Regions from separate parts of the Mus musculus genome. Here region 1 is linked to region 2. Evidence: chromatin contacts called from public promoter capture Hi-C data. All regions are on one chromosome and are shown on one strand. Each heading gives the region's core, a stretch centred on a gene start, on an enhancer-like site or on the middle of the called end of the contact. The rest is flanking DNA. Distances are from core to core; before and after follow the strand shown. Region 1 overlaps Ap1s3 (adaptor-related protein complex AP-1, sigma 3). Region 2 holds the start of Mogat1 (monoacylglycerol O-acyltransferase 1).

Evidence for each region. Promoter capture Hi-C pulls out the DNA fragments that hold promoters and counts their contacts.
Region 1: a promoter capture Hi-C map of second pharyngeal arch cranial neural crest shows a contact between it and region 2, with 5 times the contacts expected there. The contact joins the enhancer-like site here to the promoter of Mogat1 in region 2. A contact is called at or near these places in 17 of 39 promoter capture datasets (the 3T3-L1 cell line, 3T3-L1-derived adipocytes, the C10 cell line and 10 more), 12 of 484 Hi-C or Micro-C datasets (the C2C12 cell line, cerebral cortex, embryonic fibroblasts and 7 more), 1 of 115 datasets of contacts at active chromatin or transcription factors (embryonic stem cells) and 3 of 9 other capture datasets (adipose tissue, liver and macrophages).

The regions. Positions count from the first base shown.
Region 1 is chr1:79,656,258-79,659,118 of GRCm38.p6, forward strand. All of the region lies in intron 1 of Ap1s3 (adaptor-related protein complex AP-1, sigma 3), which reads right to left. Among named protein-coding and RNA genes, the nearest start is that of Ap1s3, 14 kb to the right of the region's middle. Within about 2 kb of position 1,279, at least 10 of the 459 cell types and tissues checked have an H3K27ac peak or open chromatin away from gene starts, as enhancers often do. A contact at or near this core is called in second pharyngeal arch cranial neural crest, where this site is marked.
Region 2 is chr1:78,509,621-78,512,473 of GRCm38.p6, forward strand. It overlaps Mogat1 (monoacylglycerol O-acyltransferase 1), which reads left to right and starts at 1,440. Exons shown (of 7, transcript NM_026713.3): 1 at 1,440-1,468; 2 at 2,248-2,435. The coding sequence starts at 2,342.

The DNA.
Region 1 (2,861 bases), core at 29-2,528, 1.1 Mb after region 2:
GCACTCCAAGCAACATAATACTATCAGAATGGACCCTATCACCCTTGGGCTATTGGTTGAATGAAGAATGCAAGGAATTCGATGGAACACGCTTGATGTAGAGCCTCTAGGACAGTGAATGTGTGCTCCATCCAACCCTGTGCACCTCTGAAGACCAACAAAAACTATGCACATTTTTCAAAAATAAGTCAAGAGAATGGAGTTTTTGTTTTTTGTTTTTTGTTTTTTTTTTTAGTAAAACCAGGTTCCAGGCCATGAACATGCCAAGACTGCTTAAAGAGTCATTTGTATTCACAGCTGTTGCAACCAATAGCAAGAAACAGTCAATAGGTATGGACAGGTGGTGGTAGGCACAATCCCATGTCAAGACTGACCCAGGAAGTGGCAGAAAGTGGTACAGCACCACACAGCCAACTTCGACCTGAGGACTTTCCACCACCCTAGTACTCACACTTGTCAACAGACTAGTGTAGTCTCCACATCTGTGGTGTGAAAGGGCCTGCAGATTACCAACACAAGCCTTTGAGTAGTTGTCTCTCTCTCACACACACACACAACCTAAGCAACTCTTATAAAAGAATGCATTTGAGCCGGGCGTGGTGGCGCACGCCTTTAATCCCAGCACTTGGGAGGCAGAGGCAGGTGGATTTCTGAGTTCGAGGCCAGCCTGGTCTACAAAGTGAGTTCCAGGACAGCCAGGGCTACACAGAGAAACCCTGTCTCGAAAATCCAACAACAACAACAAAAAAAAAAGAATGCATTTGACTGGCAGGGCGCATGGCAGCTTGTAGGCATGGTGCTGGAGTACAGAGGTACACCATGGGGAAGGTCTTCAAAAGTTCATCTGCATAAGCTTTCATCATGGCTCAATAGCTAGCCCTTCCAGAAAAATCTTAAACGCTGATGTTTTTGTTCTCAGTACAACACATGGATCTAACAATATAACATATAAGAAAAGTACCCAGCATTATACTGGTCACGTGTTGGGTCATCATGGGGAAGTATCTTCATATGGTTTTAATTTCATTCAGGCATTCTCAGGACAAATTACTTGATAGTGCAGCAGGCCTCACACATTTGATTCCTTCCAGGGTCCTGTTCTGCCCTTACCACATGACGTATGTGTTTTAATCAGACCTGTTAAATACTCATATTTCATGAAGTATTTTCTGGGAGCATGCTACAGATGTTGTTAGGCCCCTTTTGCTGGAAATGATTATTCTGTCCATCACTCCATAGACAGTATTTCTCACTTCTCTCCCTTGCCAAACACTCCAAATAGCTACTTTAAAATTCAGCAATCTAACCTAATTTTAGCAATGTATAGTCACAGAATACACCATAAAGTCATTGGCACACAAAAAATAATTTTAGCAGTTGGCAGCAAAGCTGGCATTTAATTATCAGTCTTTCAAGGGTGTTAAAAAATATACCAGTTTTCCATAGTTAACAACAACAAAAAAAGAATTTTGAGTTCTCTCTCTGCCTAGTTGGGTTACTTTTGCTCAAAGTCCTAAATTTTTTGTTTCTATATCCAAGACTCGAGAACAGGACATAAATCTTAAGTTGTCAAGTGTATTATGGGAGCACTTGTGTTACAAACGTTTGCTACAAGCACAGCAATTACTACAGAATCAGTCTGTTATGGTCTCTCGATTCTTATTAATAAATTACAAGTATTTTCACAAGTTATATTTCATTATTTATTATATACATATAAATAATTTTTTTTCACAAGTAACTCAGAAGCTGGAAAAATGGTTCATTGGGTAAAAACATGTTCTACCAAGCCAGAGGACATGAATACATACATACACACACACACACAGAATAAATAAATAAACAACTAAATAAGTAAATAAATAAAGTAAATATGTTCAGGAAAAATGGAATTTAAATATTGGGGGATTTTTAAATCTTAAAGTAACTTTAGTTAGATTTAGTATGATCTTTAAAAGACCCAAGTTTTGATGTGGAGCCTATGGTAGAAGTGGTTGTACCAGTGTGTAAGCTTTATTTGTGTGATGTCTGCTAATCTAGCTGTGCCATAATTTTGCTCTCATGATTCAGAAAGCACTTGTGATATCAATTTACAAATAGATCAGACTACCCCATTATTTCATGGTTTAAAAAGGTTTTTTTGATCCCAGACCTAAAGAGACATCTTGCAAATGATATCATAAATATCTTTTGCAAATGTTTATACAGGGTGAAAGGATTGAAGTTTTCATATTGAGCCCATGATGCTCCACAACATCTTACTTTATTTTACTATTATGTTCATTTGGAATCCAATAGGCCTGGACTGACTGACAAGTAGCCATGTAGTACATAGTTATTGCCTGAATTTTCTCCCACATTGGTTGCAGCAAAAATTAAGTTCAAACTCAACCTCTGAGTTACAGGTGTGGTCGTCCAGTGTACCTAGTAAAACGCAAAGCAAACATCACACCTTTGGAGCCTCAATTCAGCAACAGCTATGCATCTATGTATAACCCCATATAATTTCTACCATCAAAAGTTGTGGAGCTGTAGGGGAGGACTTGACCCAGTCAGGATCGTCTCATTGCTTAGATCCCACACCTATAAAATGAGAACTCTCACATTTCTTTTAAAGTATATATTAGAGAGATCTTCTGAAATCTTGCTTTCGTTCACATCCAAATGGCTGTACTTTTTCTCAGGATCTAGACTGGACATCATTGTGTATGGAATATGGAAATACTGTTTGTTTTCAGGGAAAAAACAAACTCAACCCCATATGCAGACACGCCAACCTCCTTGCAGGCCCCAAGACATAGCTTGCTAGAATCCAGTTTATTACCCAGCTCAGCTGCCCCTCTTTGTTTCTGAAAAGCACT
Region 2 (2,853 bases), core at 190-2,689:
GGCACCCAGACATACATGTAGTACACAGACAGACAGACAGATCACCCATACACATAAAATCAAAATAGAAAAAAACCCTACACATATAAAAGTAAATAAGTCTTTTAAAACACGATGGTTCTTGCTGATCCTGATGTTGCCTGCCTGTAAGCCCCTTAGGGAGGTGGGTCACGAGATCAAGTTCATTAACATATGGAATGCAGCTCACCTGAGCAACAGGAGTCCCTCTCTCAAGCCAGTCCTCCACCTCCAACAAAAGATTCAATTGTTCTTTACTAGCTGCTTTCTGTGAGGTGACAAATGCATCATCAATAACATTCTAAGTGGTTAGGACCAAGGGTTTTAGGTGTTCTGCATATCCTACCATTTGTATCTTTCATCTGAATTTCATTTCATCTCTGTTCTGCCTAGCTTCCAGGAAAGGACAAGACAGAGTCTTCAGCACTTACCTACAATTACAGCTCTTCTCCTTCTCTCCTCTTCTCGCCTCTTTTCTCCTCTCCTCTCCTCTCCTCTCCTCTCCTCTCCTCTCCTCTCCTCTCCTCTCCTCTCCTCTCCTCTCCTCTCCTCTCCTTTCCTCTCCTCCTCCTCTCTCTCTCCCCTCCCCTCCTCCTCTCTCTCTCCCCTCCCCTCCTCCTCTCTCTCTCCCCTCCCCTCCCCTCCCTTCCCCTCCCCTCTCCTCTCCTCTCCTCCTCCCCTCTCTCTCTCCGCTCCCCTCCCCTCTCCGCTCCCCTCCCGTCCCCTCACCTCGCCTGGCCTCACCTGGCCTCGCCTGGCCTCTCCTCGCCTGGCCTCTCCTCTCCTCTCCTCTCCTCTCCTCTCCTCTCCTCTCCTCTCCTCTCCTCTCCTCTCCTCTCCTCTCCTCTCTCTCTCCTCTCTGTCTGTCTCTGTCTCTCTATCTGTGTGTGTGTGTGTGTGTGTGTGTAGGTTGTTTTAATTGTTGAGACAGGGTCTGGTAGCCCAGGCTGGCCTCTACTTTGAGTCCCAATTTCCCTAGCTCCAAATTGGCATGAATACTTCGAAGTGTTGCTATGGAGTCAGGGCATACCTGGCAAGAGACTGTCACAGTGTGTGACATAATATTCAATCACAGAATCTCCCACCTAGCATGGAGGGTGGCTCAGAAAGAACTCTAAGAAAGAAGAAAGTACCTCTTCGACCAGAAAAACAAAACTAAAACAAACAAACAAACAAAAACAGTTTTGCCAAGAAGTTACAAATGGTGCCCTTCCCCTTTTCTTAGGAAGACCTTTGCACACACATTTCCCTTTGCCTGTAGACCTCTTCAGTTAATTAAAGCAATCATTTAAAACTCAAGGGCTGGAAAGACAGCTCAACTGTTAAAATGCTTGCAAGCGTGAAAAATCTGAATCTGATGTCCAGAATTCAGGTAAAAAGTCAGGCTGGTGAGGTAATACCAGAGCACGCCCAGAGCTTTTGGGAGCTTTTGCCAGAGCAGCCTAATTGGGTGAGTCCCAAGCTCCGTTGACTCTATCTCAAAAACCAAAGTCGAGGGCTAAGATAGTATTGAGAAACATATCTGAGGTTCACTTCTGGTCTCTCCACATGCTGCTGTGCACACATTTAAGAAAACTATGCAGGTAAACGCTGAGAAAGAAACAGGCACAAGAAGTTGTCCCACCGGATTCTAACTCTTTCACTCTAGCGTTTATAATAGGGTCTTGTAATTGTATACTATTCAGTTGTATGGTTAGTTTGCTTAGATTTTTTCCTGCCCCCCCCCCAAAAAGGTCATTTTCTCACAAGATAATGGAGATTTGGTGGGCTTTCAGTATATATGGGTTAAGAGAATGAATGAAAGGAAATCATCCAGGATTTGTGTAGGAATTTTAGGACACAAAAGAAAACACAAAAAGAGAGACCCGTGCGTGCACTCGCATACGCACACACCTTGGGGGGGGGGGTAGTGTGGAGACCCACACTAATAAACGCAAGTCCCACACTTTCCTCCAGCTAGTGCTGGACCTCAAAGAACTAACCAAACTACCCACTCCCCAATTCTTGGCTTCAGAGGATGAGGTGGGTTTATGGGTGGATGCTGGAGCTGAGTGCTAGGCGGTCTATCAGATGAACAATGGTCAAATACGGGTGGAGGCCCAGGCCCTAGCGATTGGGCAGGCAGGCTGACCTCTCCCACGAGTGACCAGGGTTCTGCCTCAAGCTGTGATTAGTGATCCCCAGCACCCCGCCTCAACGCCGCGCACCCTCCCTCACCTCCTGCCCCAGGGCGAATTGGTTCCTTTCCGGCCAGCTGGAGCCTCGGCCTCCCAGTCGGTAGCAGTACCACAAATCCTGCGAAAGGAGTCCTCCGGGTAGAACCATGATGGTCGAGTTCGCGCCACTCAACACCCCGCTGGCACGGTGCCTACAGACCGCTGCGGTGCTGCAGTGGGTCCTGTCCTTCCTCCTGCTCGGTAAGAGCTCCGCCGTGCCAAACACTCACCAGACACAGTCCCTACCCTACTGCGCACAGCCTCTGGTTCCTGGGTCTGCCTGGTCAGACAGTGTTCACCTACTGTGGGACTCCCTGCTTTGGATTCCTCTCCCTCTCTCCCTCTCTCCCTCTCTCCCTCTCTCCCTCTCTCCCTCTCTCCCTCTCTCCCTCTCTCCCTCTCTCCCTCTCTCCCTCTCTCCCTCTCTCCCTCTCTCCCCCTCTTCCCCCTTTCCCCCTCCCCCTTTCTCTCTCCCTCTCTCCCCCTTTTCCCCCTTTCCCCCTCCCCCTTTCTCTCCCTCTCTCTCTCTCTCTCTCCCTCTCTCCCCCTCTTCCCCCTTTCCCCCTCCCCCTTTCTCTCTCTCTCTCTCTCTCTCTCTCTCTCCCTCTCTCCCCCTCTT